Linked DNA regions of Mus musculus: all the other regions are linked to region 2. Evidence: chromatin contacts called from public HiChIP or PLAC-seq and promoter capture Hi-C data. All regions are on one chromosome and are shown on one strand. Each heading gives the region's core, a stretch centred on a gene start, on an enhancer-like site or on the middle of the called end of the contact. The rest is flanking DNA. Distances are from core to core; before and after follow the strand shown.

What was found. Promoter capture Hi-C pulls out the DNA fragments that hold promoters and counts their contacts. HiChIP or PLAC-seq counts read pairs in DNA pulled down with a chosen protein or histone mark.
Region 1: a FOXA1 HiChIP or PLAC-seq map of pancreatic cancer cells shows a contact between it and region 2. The contact joins the promoter of Entpd3 here to the promoter of Zfp651 in region 2. A contact is called at or near these places in 2 of 39 promoter capture datasets (embryonic stem cells and pre-B cells) and 1 of 115 datasets of contacts at active chromatin or transcription factors (pancreatic cancer cells).
Region 3: a contact with region 2 is called in an H3K27ac HiChIP or PLAC-seq map of embryonic stem cells, with 6 times the contacts expected there. The contact joins the promoter of 5830454E08Rik here to the promoter of Zfp651 in region 2. A contact is called at or near these places in 4 of 39 promoter capture datasets (hippocampal neurons, liver, pre-B cells and 1 more), 2 of 115 datasets of contacts at active chromatin or transcription factors (astrocytes and embryonic stem cells) and 2 of 9 other capture datasets (adipose tissue and embryonic stem cells).
Region 4: a contact with region 2 is called in a promoter capture Hi-C map of embryonic stem cells, with 4 times the contacts expected there. The contact joins the promoter of Mobp here to the promoter of Zfp651 in region 2. A contact is called at or near these places in 3 of 39 promoter capture datasets (embryonic stem cells, liver and pre-B cells).
Region 5: a contact with region 2 is called in a FOXA1 HiChIP or PLAC-seq map of pancreatic cancer cells. The contact joins the promoter of Exosc7 here to the promoter of Zfp651 in region 2. A contact is called at or near these places in 2 of 39 promoter capture datasets (liver and neutrophils), 1 of 484 Hi-C or Micro-C datasets (B cells) and 1 of 115 datasets of contacts at active chromatin or transcription factors (pancreatic cancer cells).

Annotation. Positions count from the first base shown.
Region 1 is chr9:120,538,128-120,542,128 of GRCm38.p6, reverse strand. Entpd3 (ectonucleoside triphosphate diphosphohydrolase 3) reads right to left here and starts at 2,311. Exons shown (of 11, transcript NM_178676.5): 1 at 2,246-2,311; 2 at 1,426-1,477. The coding sequence starts at 1,465.
Region 2 is chr9:121,757,904-121,761,855 of GRCm38.p6, reverse strand. Zfp651 (zinc finger protein 651) reads right to left here and starts at 1,823. Exons shown (of 6, transcript NM_001166644.1): 1 at 1,631-1,823. The coding sequence starts at 1,633. E530011L22Rik (RIKEN cDNA E530011L22 gene) reads left to right here and starts at 1,913. Exons shown (of 1, transcript NR_033503.1): 1 at 1,913-3,952.
Region 3 is chr9:120,575,921-120,579,469 of GRCm38.p6, reverse strand. 5830454E08Rik (RIKEN cDNA 5830454E08 gene) reads right to left here and starts at 2,139. Exons shown (of 1, transcript NR_073359.1): 1 at 1,397-2,139.
Region 4 is chr9:120,148,402-120,152,208 of GRCm38.p6, reverse strand. Mobp (myelin-associated oligodendrocytic basic protein) reads right to left here and starts at 2,467. Exons shown (of 4, transcript NM_001039365.3): 1 at 2,412-2,467.
Region 5 is chr9:123,111,850-123,115,754 of GRCm38.p6, reverse strand. It overlaps Exosc7 (exosome component 7), which reads right to left and starts at 2,524. Exons shown (of 8, transcript NM_001081188.1): 1 at 2,433-2,524. The coding sequence starts at 2,489. Zdhhc3 (zinc finger, DHHC domain containing 3) reads left to right here and starts at 2,561. Exons shown (of 7, transcript NM_001372538.1): 1 at 2,561-2,759.

The DNA.
Region 1 (4,001 bases), core at 1,062-3,561, 1.2 Mb after region 2:
AGCCCTGTGGTGTTGACCCTCGGAGCATCAGGGGGGAAATGGGTCACTTCTCTGTGCTTCTGAATAGAAGTTCCCCAGCCACACCTATTTTCAAACCACATCGGTGTCAGTCACAGAGGTTTAAGGCACTTTTCCCCCCAACAAGACCTAATAGTGTTAATCGGCCAAATTTAATCTACCTTCGGAAAGAATGTAACTGATTAGCTGGTATGTGGCATGTTACCATGTCTGCTAAATTCCAATGTCTTTTGGGGGGAAATGTGCAATGCAATACAAACCATCTTCTTTAGTACAATTGCTCTTTCCAAAAATATAAGTATAAATTAGTCTATATGCCCTCAAGTCATACCCTGTTGGAAGCCAAGAATCAGCAGTTTAGGGCATAGCTAAGGAACCTCTTCACAGGAGGGGGTGTGTGGAATGTAAGCAGGCTCTTGACCACAGCCAGGGGCTGGCCTCCAGGATCCTCTAGCTTCAGCACTTTCTAAGTCAAAAGCTGTGATTACCTTCAACAAACACTTAGCCAGCAAAAAAGTGAACAGACTAGGCTAGGTCTCATTCATGAAGAAATGCAGCCTAGAGCTGTGGAGTAGGGAGGGCTGGGCAAACAGTGTTAATTGCAGGTGCCTACTGGAGCCTAGAGAGGAGGTGAGGGCTAGCTGAGTGGACGCCTCTCCCACCTCCGCATCTCTCTCACATCTGCATGAATAGCTGGGGGGGGGGGGGCAGCAGGGGGGGGCAGTACTGAGGAGCCGGGAGGTCAGGCAGCCAAGCTGGGCAGGTTTGAAAGTGTGTGGGAAAGATGGGGAGGGGGAAGGAAGGGAGGGAGAGACAGGACACACACACACACACACACACACACACACACACACACACACACACACGAGAGAGAGAGAGAGAGAGAGAGAGAGAGAGAGAGAGAGAGAGACAGAGACAGAGAGAGAGACAGAGAGAGACAGAGACAGAGACAGAGAGACAGAGAGAGAGACAGACAGAGACAGAGACAGAGAGACAGAGACAGATGAGAGACAAATGAGAGAGACAGATGAGAGGGAGAGGTGTTCCTGTGCAGCTTACCATAGTACTCAGGGCGACCCAACTCTATCAGGATTCATTCCCACGTCAACAACACATAACACAAACCTTACACATAGCTAGGTAAGGAAACCACAAGAGCCAAAATAATGGATTATACGAACAGGAAAAACCATTTAAGCCAAACATTCGTGTTAGCCCTTGTTTCCTGTGGCTTTGTGGAAAAGCATTACTTTTATCTGAAGAATGTCAAGGGTGAAACCCAGGTGAGCGAAGTCTTGGAACAACGATAAACAGCCATTCACAGGAGATATAGATGGAGAGCTACGAACCAAAGCTGGGATTCTCCCTGGGTCTGACAAAACCTAGCATCCAGTGAGCAACACTTACCTGCCTGTTCACATGGCTGGCGGGTCATCACGGTAAACATCTTCTCTCCGGGCTGCAGGGGTAAGAACACAGAAGGAGCGTGTGGCTAAACTTGCACGTATTGATATTGAACACAACGTCATCTAAATCGAAGCCTCTTTAGAAACAATGAGGTCAAACCAGAACGTCAGAGACCGATGGAAGCTGGAACTCCAAACCCAGTATCCCCTCCCCAAATGTAAAGCTGGAAGAATGGATTGGTTAAAACTTTAACTAGAGAGCAATTTTGAAAATAAAACCCCAAAAGCTTGTGTGAGCGCGCATGTGTTCTTTCTTTCTTTCTTTCTTTCTTTCTTTCTTTCTTTCTTTCTTTCTTTCTTTCTTTCTTTTTTTTTTTTCTCCTGTGGGCCGCACCTGTGACCAGCACCCGGGCAGAGCGAACCCCCTCTTAGTAATATTCACAAGGCTCGGGCTGGGTTATACTTCAAAGCGCACCAGCAAAGCCGGTTGGCATCGGTGTGTGCTGGTGGCTGCCAGCATGCAGTCACCCTTAAAGACCCGCGGGGTGTCTCCAGCTCCCTGAGCTGAACACCAGCAGACAGCTGTCAGGCCCTGGGGATCAGGGTGGGGACCTGGGAGTTGGCCCGTCCCCTGCATCTGCAGGTCTTGGGGTGCTTCGTGACGCGGTGTCCTGTCCCTGTCAGATGACAGTGCCCAGCTCCCCGGGTTTCAGCTCCTGCCTGCGGCCCTCTGCGGGAAGCTGTGCTGGTTCCTTCCCTCCCCGCTCCCAGCCCCCCACAGCCTGCTCCATCCCACTCCTGCGCGCGGGGCCAGACCTTACCTGGGCGCTGCTTTCGCTGCGGGTTGCTGAAAAGCGGAGGCGCCTCTGGGGTGCGGGAGTCCAGGAGGCGGAGCGAGGTGGCGTGGGTGGCGCAGCCTGCTAGGGACCGCCTCCCGCAAGCGCTGGGGCCAGGACCTCTTCACCTTCCCAGGCTCTTCTCTTTCACTTCACCCCAGCCTGTCCGGCATGAGGATGGAGGGGGAATCATTGCCACGTGGGGGGTAGCCAATCCTTTCAGGCCTTGTTTTAGTTACTTCCCTCGTTGCTGACAAAGTACCTGACAAAAGGGACCTAAAGAAGAAAAGGTGACTCACGGTTGTAGGTACTGTCCTAAAAACGTATCTTGGCAGGATCTTAGACTGCAGTCACATCCTGTCTGCATTCAGGTACCAGAGATCCCAGCCTAAAGCGCTGGTACCACCCTCGTTCAAGATGGGTCTTTCTGGCCCAGTTAACCCAGCCTAGACACCCAGTCTCAGACTTGCTCAGAAGTGTGTTTCCTAGGTGATGGCAGATGCTCTTAAGCTGACAGGGTTAGTTAGCTCAGTGTCCCACCAGGACCCAGTCAGAGAGCTTTCCACATCTTTATCTTCTAACTCCCTGCACAGTCCCCTGAACCCAAGGCAGAAGAGGATGTGATGTGACCTTGCCCCCAGTCCCAAGAGGCACCCCCTGGGTGGTAGTTTGAGTAAGTTTGGTTCCCACAAATTCATGTGTTTGAATGTTTGGCCACAGGGAGTGGCACTATTAGGAGGTGTGGCCTTGTTGGAGGAAGAATGTCACTGTGGAGGCAGGGCTTTGAGCTCTTATACGCTCAAATCACACCCACCGCGGAACACATCCAGTCTCCGGCTGCTTTAGGATCAAGATGTAGAACTTTTGGCTCCACGTCTGCCCACAGGCTGCGTGGTTCCCACCATGATGATAATGGACTGAACCTCTGGAACTCTAAGCCAGCCTCAGTTAAATGTTTTCCTTCATAAGAGTTGCCGTGGTCATATTGTCTCTTCACAGAAGTGAAACCCCAAGACACCTTGCCTGCCGGTCTTCTATCTGTCAAGACAACCTTTTTAAAAGAAAAGTTGTATTATTAAGCCTATATATTGTTTGTTATATATTATTACATATACTTATTATGTGATGTGGTGTGTGTGTGTGTATACCATGTGTGTGTGAGGACACCCACAGTGCTTCAGATCCTCTGGAACTGGAGTCACAGGCAATTGTGAGGCTCTGAGTCAGCGCAGGAAGGCTGAAAGGAGAATGGAGCCCAGTACCCTGTTTTGTGTGTTGTTTTGAGACAAGATTTGCCTATGTAGCCCAGGCTGGCTTTGCACTTGTTCCTGCCTTAGTCTTCTAGTACTGGGGTCACTCTTGGGTCACCACACATGCTACAAGGTAACTTTATTTTCCTAGTTTCCCCATCAAACATTTTTGGAGGGAAAAACAGAACCAAGGGCCAATTAGGACAGGGCAGGCCACTCTGAGAGCACACATAACTCCGTGCATTCCCCCTCAGTCTCTCTGGGAAGAGGGTGTGTCGTGCAGAACAACTAGAATGGGGTATGGTGAGTAGGCAGGTGGGTTCCAGTCACGTGGGCGGACACTGGAGAACACAGAACTGGGCAGACACACTCTCAAGCCAATCTGTGGTGGTGATTCCCAGGGGGCTTAATGGGGACCGAAAAGTATGCTCCTTCATTCTAAACATCACTGAGCCAACAGTCAGGACAAAAACAGCTTGGAGGAAGCCAAA
Region 2 (3,952 bases), core at 574-3,073:
AGACACTGGCCAGTCCGGCCCTACAACGGCTGGCTTTGGATGCTCCATGGGCTCTGCCTGTGGAGACGAAAGCTTCCAGTGTGTGAATGCCGATGCATCCCAATGGGGGACACAACCCCACCTTCCTTAGGGGTCCCAGGATGAAGCTGTCCCCTCTAAGTCCTCTCTCCTGTCAGCAGTGGGTGGGCCAGACAGAGAGCATGGACTCTGAGCTCCCTTGTCATTCTGCTAAAGGAGAAGCTGCGGGTGAGCCCCAAGGAGCTTCGAACCTGTGCCCTCGGCCAGCAGCCCAAGACATGCCCACTCTTTGCCCTCCGCTCCACCAACAGACGTTGCCTTCCTGAAGCTCCCTCCACCCCTCACACCCCCACCAGCCACCCATTCTTGAATCTATCCCAGAACTGCTGGGCCGTCCAGCAGGGACGTGGCACGGGGCCCCGCCCATCCCTCTCTGACTCACTCTGATTCATTTTCTGGGACCAATTCCTCTTTCTTAGAGAAACTGAGGCCCAGAGAGGCTTTACTCATGGAGCTGTGGCCATCCTGCCACTCCAGCACCCTTCCCTTCTGCCTGGTACACTTCAGACAGGCAGTTGGAGAGTCCTGGAAGTGAGGTGGGTGGAAGCATGAGGTGTGAGAACCACCTAAGCATCCAGACACAGTCACCACACCCTCTGGTCCTGCCTCCTTCCCAGTCATTGCACCTGCAGGTCCTGGTGTCTGTACTACTGGGGGGTGGACGGTGGCAGGGAAAGGCCCCCCCATGGCACCACTTATTCCAGGCTTGGGGTCCCCGTTTTTCCCTTTACAAAGCTTCCCCAGGGACCTCCTGCTTGGGCAGGGCCACTTGAGCCTGGCAGAAACCCAGGCATCCCTAAAGTCACATTGCAGCCTCCCCAGCCATGGACCAGAGATGCTGCCAGCCAGTGGCAGGGCCCCTTCCGGATCAGTGCCCACCAGCTGTGTAGCCTCTGGCCAGATGCTTCCGGCTCCTTGAAGCTGAGGAGGCTTCTCAACACCTGGGTACACCAGCTGCATCGCAGCCCTCCCCCAGAGGGACACCTGCAGAGGCCACCAAGCTTTTGCCTCCCAAAGGCCATCTGGTGAAACCCCGGCGGCAGGGGTACAGGCTCATGACTTCTGGATGCTTTCTTTGGAGAGGCCTGGGAAACAGGCTCAGAGACGGCAGGGGACCGGCCCAAGGTCACACAGGAGTTTCCACTCCAGCTGTGGGCGCCCCCCGCCTATGGAGCGATCCATCCTAGTCTCCGGCAGAGCGGCTGCAGCGCCCACGTGGCCCAAGGCCCGGGCGGGAATCCGACTCCCCCTTTTCCCCCCATTACCAGCCCCGGGGCGGCGCCGTCCGGACGCAGAGAAGCTCCCCCCTCCGCCCGTGCGCAGCAAGACCTCGGCCTTTCGCGTTTGCACCCCCCACCCCAGGAATTTCACCCCTGAGCCGCGCCGCCGCGCCGCACTCTGGGCCCTGCACACCGGACAGATAGGGTCGAGGACCCCGGGGGAGGGGCCAGGTCTTCCAGACCCTGCACCGGGTCCCAAGGGGCCGTGCGCTCTGAAAGGAGGCGCTCGCAGGTGGGCGGATAAGCGGGGGGACAGGCAGGGCCCTGCGTACCATGGTGCCGCGGCGCTGGGAGCTCACAGGGCCCCGCAGGATCGCGCTGCCCCCGAGGGCCGGGCCCGGGCCGCTCCATGAAGCGCCGCGCTGGGGGCCGCCCCTGCGCAGGGCCCCGCGACCATGGCCCCGGGGGCGCGGCCGGCCGGGCGGGCGGAGGCGCAGGGCCGCGGCAAGTCCCGGCCGAGCAGCTGCGGCCCGGGAGCCTCGGGCGCGGCGGGCGGGGGGCGCGGGGCGCCGATTGGAGCCCGCGCGTCAGCTGGGGCCGCCGTCTGGACGCTTAAAGGGCCAGGCCGCCCTGCGTGCTGGCTGGGGGCGCGGACGCGCGCCGTCTCGATGCAGCTGCCCTCGGGAGAGCCTCGGGGTCCCCGGACCGACCCGGCTGGTGACGTGGGAGCGTTTGGACCGCTCGATCCCACCCTCCCGCGCGAAGTCCCTCTCTGCCCTTCTTTGCTGGGAAGTTCGTCCGGGAGTCTAACCCGGGTGTCCTCCCGCTGCTCTGCATGGGCGGGGCCAGGGTAGGCGTGAGGTCGCTGAGCAGAGCGCGCCGCCCCCCGACCCACCTGCTCCCCTGAGCCAGGCGACTCTGATGGACCCGTACCCCAGCCGCGCTCATCTCCCGCCCCCTGTGACTCCGGCTGCTCCGACTTGGGGGTGAGTCTGGGGTCTGTAGCTGCTCCGGCCTCCCACGCGTTTTGCTCTGAGTCTCCCGAACCTACCTGGGGGCCTCTGGCTGCAGAACCTCCGAGCAACCGCCGCAACGACGGAAGCCTTTCAGATGACCTACCTGGAACAGCCGGGTGGGGGCCAGAGGCCCAGGCCCGGCCGAGGGGCCCTCCGCGCAGCCTCGGCGCTGGGAAGATGCAGCTCGGCTTGCGGAACGCTGCTCTGGCACCGGCTCCGTGGGGGCAGGGGGCTGGCTGTGCTGGCAGGAGGCTGCGAAGGAACGCTGCCAGGCCGAGCGACAGCAGGGCGGGACTACGGACTACCACCGTGGTCTCTCCTTCGGACGCCCCGCACCCCTACCCACTGTTCAGCCTAGTCACTCTCCCAACACTGCTCCAGCCGGGCCATTCCACTCCAGCCATAGCAGTCTCCTTGGGTGTGCGCCTTCCTCATGGTGTGCTGTAGCTCTTTCTCTGGAGCCAAGCAGGTGTCATCAAATAGTCGAAGGTCTGTCCCCTCAGAATGCAAGGATCTCTCACTGGACATGGGCTGACTACCCCTGAGCAAGGAAGCTGAGTAGGTGAAGAAAGGTAGGGACAGTGAGGAGAGCCCCTTCCTTCACATGCGCAGGGCATGCCCCTACCTGGGTTCCCGAATCTGAGGCTCTAGGCTGAAGCTGTGAACCTGTCAATTACCGATGATGTCTCCTACACTTCCCAAAACCCAAGTTTCTCGTCTGACCCAGTTGATTGCTGCACTGACCTGGGAGGTGGGAAGGGCAGGGCTGTCTACCTACTGGGTGGACAAGGAGAGTCCCGCAGAGAGAGAAAACATGTAGACGCTGTGCTGGGAGGTTGGAAGAAGCTGGTACTGGCCTTGGCTAAGGTAAAGGAGTGACACCCCTACCCCACCCCCTGCTGTCTCATTTGGGTTCTCTGAACTCCGACTGAGGGCAAGAGGGCACACTGGGCTTGTCACTGGCAACAGCTGCAAAAGCCAGAAGCCCCGTTGTGTTCATGGCTGCAGAACTGAGTGGTCTGGACATGGGGTACAGCCAACTGGAGGGACAAGATGGGAGCAGAGGAAGGATTCTAGGCCACAACCTCAAGTTCTGTTGGTTGGTTTAGGGGCCAGAGCACTCATTACCATGATAGAGGTGGGTGCTTTAGACCCCTAAAGCTGAGTGACTCCAGGCCAAACTTCACTTTGGAGAACAAGGAGACAACCCCAGACTGCTTGGGGTTCCTGCACTTGGCTGGGGAAACTACGCTCACCAGGTAACAGAAATGCAAGTTAGGCAGTCCAAAAAGTGGGTGGTGCAGGCTGGAAGGGGAGGGTGTACAGTACGTGGCCTCCATCTCCCTCAGTTTTGGCTGCTGAGTCCAGCACTAATGGGCCACAGCTGCACAAGGGTGGGAGCCTAATGCAAACCAGCAGGTTCCCTTTCCCACACCAAGTCCAGGGCCTTACAGGAGAGCCTCCCTGTTAACTTCCAAAAGGCTCCCAGAGACCCTAGTCCTCCACAACCTTGGGCCGTGGTACTTCTTGCGGAAGCCCCCATCCCTTTAACTCAGATGTGACCAGCAGCAGTGTCAAGGCCTACGTCCATCACTGCTGTGCAGAGACCATCGGGTCCTACATGTCTGCCCAGTAGTG
Region 3 (3,549 bases), core at 890-3,389, 1.2 Mb after region 2:
CACCACAGCTACTGTGGGATCATGACTGCAAAGGCTCTGTTGTGTCCAAAACTCTCTTCAGGGTGAGAGACTCCTCCCTGATCTCTGGTTCTTACAATCTTTCCACACTCCTCCATGATGGTCCCAATCTTGAGTGTGACTGAGATGACCATTTGTGGCTGAGCACACTTATTCCCTGCAGTTTGGCCTGTTGTGAACTTCAGCATTAACCACTGTCCCCTGCAGAAAGGACCTCTGATGCAGTCTGAGCGTTGCACTAATCTGTCTATAGAGATAAATAATTTAGAGGGCAGTTTGACCCCCTGGTTGGGGTCACCCCCTGGGCCCTATAAACACCCACCTGTGGGTCATGTGGTACTAGGCATGTGTTTCCTTCTGTGGGAAGAACCTCAAAGCCAATCAGAAAGCAGTTGGTTTCCCCACGCAACATCAGCCCACTGTTGCACCATGGACAATATTTTGCCAAGCTGGTCATTACTATAGCTTGGTGTTCACAGCTGAAGATTGTTGGTAAATCCACCCTGACCTCCCCACCCCCCAGAAACCTGCACATGACCCTCTGTTACCATGACAACAGGCGGGCAGGAAGTCAGCACCAACTTGATTTGTTTACGTGCCATGACCACGGTTCCACCAACACCGGGATGTGTTGGCTGTCATTCACCCTGACTCCACCCATCTGCAGTGTAGGGAATCAACCCCATTTGTTCCTCCCTAGCTTCTTTTCAGGTTCCCAGCACCAAACACCGTGTAGAGCACCTGAGCTCTGAAAAGTCAGTGCTTTACAAACCATATGTCCCTGTCTCTCGAGAAAGCCAGCTCTCTTCAAAGAGTTTGCGTGTTCTGGCTTCCTAGAAAGAACATCTTTATAACTATGGGTCTGACCCCAATGGAGTCACAGAACTAAATGTGAGTCACAAAAGCAACAGCAAACATCTTCTGAGTTTAGTGACCAAAAAACTGATTTAAATCAAGTGCGTAACAAGTCCAAGGTTTTTCCACCCGTGTGGTAACGAGGCCACCTCAGGTGTAAACATGGTGTGTGTGTTCGCATGACAAGAGTTCAAAAAAGAAGACTCAACTCTCAAAAGTGTCTGTGGAAGGCACTCACAAGCCTCAGGTCACAGCAAACCTCGTTCTCAGCCCCTCCCCTCCTCCAGAAGGTTCAGTGAGTAAAGTTACTTGCTGCATAGCCTGACTACCTGGGTTCCATCTCTTGAACCCACACGGTGGAAGAGTTGATGCTTGAAGGTAGTCATGTGACCTCCACACACCCTCTGTGGCACACACGTCTGTATACACACACAAATAAGTGTATGGGAAGTGAAAGAAAATTCGCACACTGAATACTGGTCTCTTGACAATACGACCACAATGAATGAAGCAAACTCTTCAACACGTTTTAGTTTGTTTTAATGGATGAATGTGGTCAATGTCCGCCACACAAACTCAGGTACTCCCAGAGATCCCTGGAAGAACCTGGAGTGATAGGAGGTTGTGAAATACTCCGCAGGGACTCTGGGAACCAAACTTTGTTCCTCTGGAAGAGCAGAAGGTACTCCAACACAAGGTGTAACCCAGGCTGGCCTCAACTCCTGATATTCCTGCTTCTGCCTCTTCAGCATATCCTACTAGCAACGGACACCAGAACCAGCTCAATAATGAACTTCCTAACTTCAGCAGGTGACTCTCGTTTGCAGACACTCACGGGATGTTCTGGCATGGTTCTCCTTTCTTCCACTAGCATCTGCAACGTAAGCCTCACCACTCCCAATATAGCCTCCTGTGGTGCGTGGGTTCCGTATCTCCCACTGTGACACCCCAACCTCCTCGGACATCCCCATCCAAAGTCTTCCTGCCTCCCACGCAGGTCTCCACTCTGCAGACTGCGCGCTTACAAGGCACGAGTGTCTGACGGCGAGGGGACAGAAATGATGCTCCGCGCCCCGGGGACGCCTCCTGGGGCCCAATGCGTCCCTGGGCACGGAGGGGGGGGCAACATCGGATTGTCCACTCGTGGCAGGCTGGGAACGCTGAAGGAAGGTTGCACTTCTGACCCAGCACCGGGCGCAGTAAGTCAACGTCCGACTCGCCCGAACTATCTACAGGGCCAAGCCCCGACCCGGAAGCGCGAGCGCACTCCGGCCGCTCTAGGAGTTCCGGAGGCCTCATCTCGGTGATAACACCGCCCCACCACTTGTCGGTCCAGCGGAGTAGGAGGGGTTTGATGTGGCTCAGGGCGCCTGCGCACTTGCGCAGACTCCCGCGCATCTGCTCTGAAGATCTGAGAGGTGCGCTTTGAGACGTTTGGGTGCGTGCGCATCTGGGCAGCAGGTGGTAAGCGTTGCCCGCTCCGGGCAGAAATTATACAAATTCGCTTGAGCGATCTCTCTGGTACCAATTTTAAATAGCAACATTGATTGGGGAAAAAAAAAAAATCACACCCCCACAAATAAAGATTGGACATCAGTGTGCAGTTTCTCATGCTGATACGGCCGGAAAATTAGCTTAGCCGGTCACTTCTCAGCACCAGGTGGCTCAACTGAGCACCAGAAATCTAACGGCCTCTTCTGGACTGCCTGACCCTGCACTCACAGCATATACCCACAAAGACACAAATCATCCTGAAAAGTATTTTCATAGACTCAGCAGTTAATAACACCTGTTGCTCTTGCAAAGGGCCAAGACTCAATTCTAACAGCCATATGGTGGCTCACAATCCTATTCTAAGGGACCCAACATTCTCAGACACCACAATGAGGCACAGACCTAATATGCTGGCAAAACTCATTTGCATAAAACCCCAAACTTTAAAATGGTAAAGCAGTAAAAATGATAAGGTAGGAAAAGCTTATTTCTTACTGGACACGATGGTACTTATCTGTAATGCTAGCACTACAAAGGCCTAGACAGGAACCAGAAGCCCTACCTCAGACAATGTTCAAGGTGTGTGGTGGTTGATGGCCTATGCTGGAGGCTAAAGCATGAAGTCCCCTGGAGGCGGACAATGGTGGTGCACGCCTTTAATCACAGCACTTGGGAGGCAGAGGCAGGCAGATTTCTGAGTTGAGGCCAGCCTGTTCTACAAAGTGAGTTCCAGGACAGCAAGGGCTATACAGAGAAACCCTGTCTCGAAAACAAAAGACAGACAGACAGACAGACAGACAGGCAGAAAGAAAGAAAGGAAGAAAGAAAGAAGAAAGTCAGTCAGGCCCCTGGAGCTCAGAAGCCAGAAAAGCAAAGTGAGACCTTGTTTCCTGAAAGTTATCAAGTCCACAGCAGTCCCAACGCTAAGAAATCCTTCATAAATACCCCTGAAAACCAATCACCAAATACCTCACTGAAGTAACCATGCTTTTGAAACTGCTGGCTCCCAGGCACTGTTGTCCTTGATTTCAGTCCCCTCCTCCCCTGTCCCCTTACCTCAGGCTATACCAGTAAAGCCAGTTCCAGGTGCTAAGTTCTTAACCACCAGCATTTCAGTGCAAAAGGACTTGGCCCTCCTGCCAGCAGCCAACCTGAGTATACCTAGATATGGGCTCTGTTGCA
Region 4 (3,807 bases), core at 1,218-3,717, 1.6 Mb after region 2:
GATGACCTTGAACTTCTGACCCTCCTGGCCTCACTTCCGGAGCGCTGGAACCACGGGTATGAGCCCTATGCTTATACAGTTTATCCAGGGTCAGTGACTGAGCCTGGCGCTCTGTGCATGCTAAACAGCATTGCCAACACAGCTATGCTCCCAGCCCCATAATCCTATAAGCACAGAACGCACCATCAAACTATAGGCGATTCTGGATTCAGCAGGTTTCCCAGCAAGGGTGAGGTCTCTGCTGGAGAGAAATGCTAGAACCGTGGGAGGAAGTAGCTTGTTAGGAGCCTGATCTAACCATTATCCAATCTAACCCCATCAAAAGCAGCTTCCTATCAACATCACTCAGACCAAGCATACACTGAAGGAGATTCAACAATGTAACAGCTTCAAAGCCACCAATGTTATAACAGGGGAGATGGCTCAGTGGGCAGAGTACTTGCTGTGCAAAGTGTAGGGTCCGAGTTCAGTTCCCCAGCACCCACAGCCAGGCATGGGAACTGAGCATCTGTGTCCATCGGACAGAGACAGTCAGATCCAGCAAACACGTTTAGGTCAAATAACAGGAACCCTGTCTCAAAAACTAAGGTGAAATCACGTGACATTGACTGCTAACCTCTACACATGTACACACAAGTCTACTCATGCATACATTCATAAAGCACACACCTGAACACACACACACACATACACACCAACAAGATTGTTGGAGAATAGTTGTCCTGGGCACATTCACAGGTTAAAGGAATCTATAGAGACAAGACAGCCAAAAGCAGTGTGTGAGCCTGGACTGGCTGCGAGAGTGCTGATGAACCAAGGAGGGGGAAAGAGGCCTCTAGATTAGATAGCAGATTAGCATGCTATGCTCAGTGTTAGCTTTCTGATGTTAACTGTGTGTGCGCTCAGTCTCAGGCGGCTGGGGAGGGTGTGGGGGTGTATGTGCTTGCACATATAGAGAGAATGATCAGGCAAACGTGGTAACGTGTTAGCATTTGCATAAACTAGGTACAGTTGGAATTCTTTATATTGCTTGCAACTTTTCAATAAATTTGGAGCAATTTTGAGATCCAATCACCAGCAATGCCCCGCATCCTAAATACTCCCCAAACAGCAGATCTGCGCACCTGGCTGTGGCCCTGTTTTGTTCACAGCGTTCAAAACCTTTTCTCCACTTTTTTCCTAATGTTCTAGCCAAGTGCATTGCTTCATTCCCCCGACACACGATTTCTCTTTTACTTTTTCTCTCAGACAAAGACTGAAGACTCCCAGGATTTCCGAAAGCTTCTGTGTGAGATGAGGCATTTACGTGACTTCACTCAAGGTGAGGACTTAGCCGTCGGGGCTGCACACCCCGATACAAATCCAGCTGTGTGTTTAAGGGAAGCAGCTGTTTCCAGATGAGAAGGAAAACTCACTTATATTTCTTTTTGAACTTTACTCCTTTTTAAATGTTTTGTTGTTGTTGGCATATATTCTTTGTACATAATCATGGCTTTTGTTGCAACATTTTTGCACAAGTACATAATGTATTTCAGTCATATCCATGCCTTTGTTTCGGGGCTGGAGCAATGATGGCTCAGTGGTGAAGAGCACTGACTGCTCTGTTCAAATCCCAGCACCCATATAGCAGCTCACAACTGTCTGTAACTCCATGCCTTTCTCTCCCTCTCCCTCTCCCTCTCCCTCTCCCTCTCCCTCTCCCTCTCCCTCTCCCTCTCCCTCTCCCTGTCCCTCTCCCTCTCCCTCTCCCTCTCCCTCTCCCTCTCCCTCTCCCTCTCCCTCTCCCTCTCCCTCTCCCTCTCCCTCTCCCTCTCCCTCTCCCTCTCCCTCTCTCTCTCTTTTCCTGCTCCTAGGATTCCCCCACTTCCTAATTGGCCTTCCCTCTGTTTCCATGGGTTTGGGGGAGGTTAAGATCTGGTGAGTTTCATTAGGGCTCCTTACAGGAGCATGAGTGAGATTCTGTTGCCAGGTGTGCGGGCATCTTAGCAGTGCTACATGGTTACATGACTAAAGACAACATCTCTCTTCCCCATTAACCATTAACTGTATGTAAATCCTCAGGGAGGAGCGAAGCCCCACAAAAACTCATTTTTAAGTCATGCCAATCAATTGAAAAAGAAATTGGGACTAGGGGAAACACCAACAACACCATCGATCTCTCTCTCCAACAACAAAGGTATCCAAACATGAAAATCCAAGGTCTTTCCTGGAGCAGACAAACCTGGGGCGTTAGGAGGAATGTTCCCAAAGGTCCCTTTGCCCAGATCAGAATAAACGACTGTTCTTTCTCTCTCTCTTCTGCGTCCTCCCACCTCCTACTCTCATTGTGATAGCTTCCCCTGTGACCCATAGGAGTGTGTACCCTTCCCACGTGAGGTACAGGGTGAACCAGAGCTCTGGAATCCTCTTACCTGCGAGTAATGGCTGTTGTGAAAGGTTCCTGTGGATAGCGGGCCCTGGTGGAGCTGGGCGACCTCAGTACACGAGGAATATATAGGGAGAGGCTCTACGTCTGAGTTTTCATTACAGAAAGTGTTTTTGATGGGTCCTCAGCCAAGATGTACTTTACAACAAAAGCTACACAAAGGCCCGCACAAAGGCCACACAGAGTTTAACAAAAGGCTAAAGAAAGACCAAACAAAAGCTAAAGAAAGTTGAAACAAAGAGTGAAACAAAAAGAAAACAAAGGCCAACAAAGATGGGAACAAAGACCAAGACAAAGAGTAAAAGAAACATCTGAACAAAAGCTAAAGGCACGTCACACATGCACACACCCACCCTGCATCCACACCACAACCTACAGGCTCACTCCAGCATCCCACCACCACATAATCAACACCCCACGCAAAGCATCACCCCTCTCCAAAGCCATTCCCGCCACTCTATCCATGCCACTCTATCCATAGCCGATCGCCTGTGCCAAGTCCCTCCATACCACATGCCTGCTCAACCCACAGAATGGCCATCCCCTAACTGTGCTAGAGACATGGAGCAATACACTTACATCTTTCCGCAATGCATAAACTATATGCTCTCAAGTATTACATCAGTTTCATTGGCTGCCACTTGCTGAGTGATCCTGATTTCCTTTGATAACAGACCACTGGCAGACATGGGGTTTTATACGCGAAATTTAATGACTAGTATTAACTCCCAGATCAAACATTACAGGTCACGCTACAATGGATCTATATCTATGCAGGTTATAGACTGAATCCAAAGGATTAAGGAGGCTACAGAGCATAAAGAGGCTCTGCTGTAGACAAAGCTGTGAGAGAGAATCATGGCAGGGGTGGATGGCATTGTATGGATATTTTATCTGTCAATTTAAAAACCTATGGCCTATGGCTTAGACAGGAAATAGATGTGGAAATGAGTATATTTAGAAGGTATGTTTATAATTTGTATGTTATAATTTTTATGTTATAATTTTAAATTGAAGGATAATGCTTTTTTGTTGCCAAAAAAACCATTTTGCCATAGGAAAGGTATATTTTGTTAATCAATGTGAGGAACCCGGAGTTGGGATTGGAGCAAAATTGTTTTGCTTTTATCCAACGACGACAACAACAACGACGATGATGACGACAACAGCAACAACAAGCTATGTTCATGAGAGCTAAAATGGGGTAGAGTTTTATGTTACTCTGAGCAGCCAGTCTGTCTCCTTGGAATGTGGGGTTTCACAGGGAAACTATGGCAACTCATGAGAGCTAACTTTAAAATGGGTGTCACACTGGCATGAGAATCCTATGAATGTGGGGTTTCCATGGGAGAACTGGCAACTGTTTGTCCTGGCACATGGCA
Region 5 (3,905 bases), core at 1,275-3,774, 1.4 Mb before region 2:
AAGCAGGAAATGTGCTGGGGATTAGTTCCAGTTGTGACTGGTCAGACTGACTTCTCAATCTCATCACTGAAGACCAGACTCAGGTAAAGATCGAGCTAAAAGAGCTAGAAAAGGAGCAGAAATACAGAAAACAGCAGCTAAGCTATGCCTTCCTCCAGCAGCCAAGAACAAAGCAATGACACAGCTTTGACAGACCCCAAGAAAGCCTTGTTTGAAAGCCTAATCAACAGCCCTAGCCTGGTCTGGCTATGAGGCCAGCTTTAACACCTACTAGGACAGACCAGCCAGTTGGAGTTATAGCTCTGTAGCAGCCACCTGACTTACTATCCACCCTTAACAGGGCCAGAGGTAGGTGTGTGATCCAAGGCATGCCACACAGGGGGTGACCAGCTGTATTTGTAATGAACCACTAGCAGCCCAGACCAATTCTCTCAGTGAAATTGGATGTCTGATCTAATTAAAAGTTGTTAGACTAGTGCAACAGGGTGGCACACACCTTTATTCCAAGCACTCAGGAGGCAGAGGCAGGTAGATCTCTGTGAGTTTCATGACAGCTAGAGGTAAATCCGTGTCTCAAGAAACCAAAAAGTTGTTAGGCCATGATGTGATTGAGAAGCCAAGCAAAATTGAAGGGGTTGGGCGGGGACGATGGGACAGACTATACCAAGATGGAAGGGAAGCTGGACAGCAAGAGACCACTGAGAAAGGATACAGTTTGGTGAAGAAAAGAAGATGATTCACCAGAGAGTCACCAATCATTATGGTTCTTATGAGAGAAAGTATTATAAAGCTCTGGATGGAAGATTTCCAATTTTTGCAATGAACCCACTTTTTCTTCAGGTCATTTAAGATTTCCTGAACCTGTAGAATTTAAATCTCATCAGCACTTAATGTGTCACCATGAAGACTAGGGATATGGAATGACAGAGTCACACTTCTGGCAAAAAAAACAAAAAAAAATTAAAAACTCATCAGCACTTAATGTGTCACCATGAAGACTAGGGATATGGAATGACAGAGTCACACTTCTGGCAAAAAAAAAAAAAAATTAAAAACTCATCAGCACTTAATATGTCACCATGAAGACTAGGGATATGGAATGACAGAGTCACACTTCTGGCAAAAAAAAAAAAATTAAAAACTAAAAGGGAAGCCCCACCCCTAGGATTGACTACTTTAACATTCCCATACAACCCACTGTGCATATACCCCACTATTACTAAACCTGATCTTGAACTAAAAAGCTAATGAGTTGTGGGTTTGGATTTTTATTACTCAAGTTTAATATGAAACCTAATGACTGAATTTTGGCATTCCTTACTCTATATGAAGTAGAAAATAACAGTATGTCATATGATTTAGAAAAGAACATGCTTTCACTTGCATTATGTAGTTTAAATGGTAACAGGTCACCTTACTATGATGACTACATCACAAGATCAACTGTAGGGACAAGGCTTGTAGAATACTAGATTATGGTTGCCAGGAAACATTCTTCACTTCTCTTGAACGTTCAAAAGCAGGACTGAGCCCAGATCGCGGTAGTCATTGTAGCTACCCAAAGATCTAAGCGCCCCACAAGTAAAACAGGTAAATCAACAATTACACCATAGACTACCAGTCTGCTTTGAAAAATTCTTCTCAGCGGGTGGTGAAAAGGCATGCCTTCTGCCAAGGCAGGACTGATAGGAGTTACACACCAGCCTTGGATATAAAGCTCTCCTCCTCAAAAAAAAAAAGCAAAAAAACAAAAGGGTTGAGAATGCGGTTCCATGATAGAATGCCTGCCTAGCATGCACAAGGCCAAGAGGTTCAACCTCCAGCACCGCCAGAAAGAAAAACACTCCCTATTTTTCTCTATTTGTAAGACATGTGTGTGTATATGTCAGCGTGATTTCTCTTAAGATTGGGTCTTTATAGCTCAGTCTGGCCTTAAACTCCTGATTCTCTTGTCTCCACTTCCCAGCTGCTGGGATTACAGGTGCCAGCCACCAAGGTCTGGAGCATGCTAAGCACGCACTCTATTACCGATGCATTTCCTTCTTTCCTGTTTTTAGGGGGTGTGTGGCGTGTGGTGTTTGCTGTCAGAATTTTAAAGTCCTTTTCCCCCTCGGATACACGGCCTCTGTGTGCAAAGTCACCAGAGTCCATTCACGTGCCGCTATTCTGATTACAGGATCTCGGGCACTGCACTCTCAGGTCGTGCAGAGGCCACAAGGACATTCCTTCATTAAACTGCAGCCTCGGGAACTGCCCGCCCGCCGCTCCCTGATGAGCTAGGAATCTCCTCCATCCCGAGAGCTGTGGACATCTAGGCATACAGGACGCACACTCGCTGCAGCACTAAGCCTCGGGCGTCCGTCCTGACCACGTGGCCGCCCCGCACCTCCTCCCTGCGCAATATGGCCTGCACTCGCGGCCGCCACCGCTACCTGCACTCCATGAACGATGTAGACCTTCTCGGCCTCGCTTAGCGCCACCGACGCCATGCTGCTCAGCTCACCGCGCGCGCTGGCGTGTCATCAGCTCGCGCCTCTCCCCACCGCGCCTGCGCGTCATCAGCCCGCGCGGTGGCCGCTCCCGCAGCCGCGGCTGCCGCCACCGCCTGGAGCTCCATGGGCTTCTCCTTCGCACCGCCCCGTGTGAGGCCGAGTCCGGCAAGCCGTGGCGCCGGGTGCCCGTGCCATCGCGGACGCTGGCGGCTGGGCCCCGGGGCAGCAGCAGGCGGCGCGGGACTGCTAGCTGCCTCCAGATTGACGGTCAGTGCAGTGGGGAAGCCCCAGAAGGAGGGAGGCGCGGGGCCCCAGCCGGGACTGGATGGGAAGCGCGCAACCCGAGCGCTCGGGCCGGAGTCGAAGTAGCCGAGCGCGCGCACGTGAGACACTTCAGGAAGGCGGAAGTCGTGCTGCCCATGAGGGACCATCTCCTCAACCCCCTCCTAGTTGGTCCCTAGGATGGCTGAAGGAAAGAGACCATGGATCCCTCATTAGGTCACTGGTCGGGAAGGGTCTGCACCAGGAATGGGGCGCCAGCTTCTCAATTTTCTCACCCCTCCTTCCATTCCAGGGATCGATCTCTGTCCTGTCTTCCCTCATCCTTTCCTCCCCTACTGCCCATCATCAGATAATGGCCCAGAGCTTTGCAAGTTACCCTTGCCCCGTGCGGTTGCTGGAGTATTGTCCCAAAGAGAGTAGGGAGAGTGTCTTGCACTTCGGGATGCCTGGATGGAAGGGATCTCCGGGGAAGATGGATAACTTCATGAAAGAAAACCGACCCTGGGAGGATATGGGACCTAGGTTATCCAGAAAGGATGCCTGCAAGGTGAAGCTGGGGTCATAGTGAGGGGCCCTTTAAGGAAGAGAGGGGATATGAACTAAGTTTTAAAGGGTCTCTCTGAGAAAATGAGGGGAGACTTGGTAGAGACTTACCTGGTGTTCTATTTTAAACAAAAGTAACCCTTCAGCTTAATCATCAAGAAATAAAAGGTGCTGGCCACCCTTTGCCTTTAATCCCAGCGTTTGGGAGACAGAGCTAGGCGGATCTCTGAATTCGAGGTCAGCCTGTTCTACACTGTGAGTTCAAGGACAGCCTGAGCCACATAGTGAGATCCTGTCTCAAAGACACTGCCCCCACTCGTCGAAAAAAGGCTTTTTTTCTCTTGTGCTAACTAAGTAAGTAAACAGAACACTAACCAGAGTCCTCCAGGGTAGAAGGGAAGGCTCTTGTGAGCATAGCCACAGAGCATGGTGATTAGAGTTGTCATAGTGGATTACTGACTACGCTGAGATTTCAACAGTAACAGGAAGTGCCTGGCTATATTCCTAGGTACTGAACTGTTAGCTGCTGAGCCCTCAAATGATAGCCTCTTCTTGATAGACTGGATATGAATTTCCTGCGTCCATACA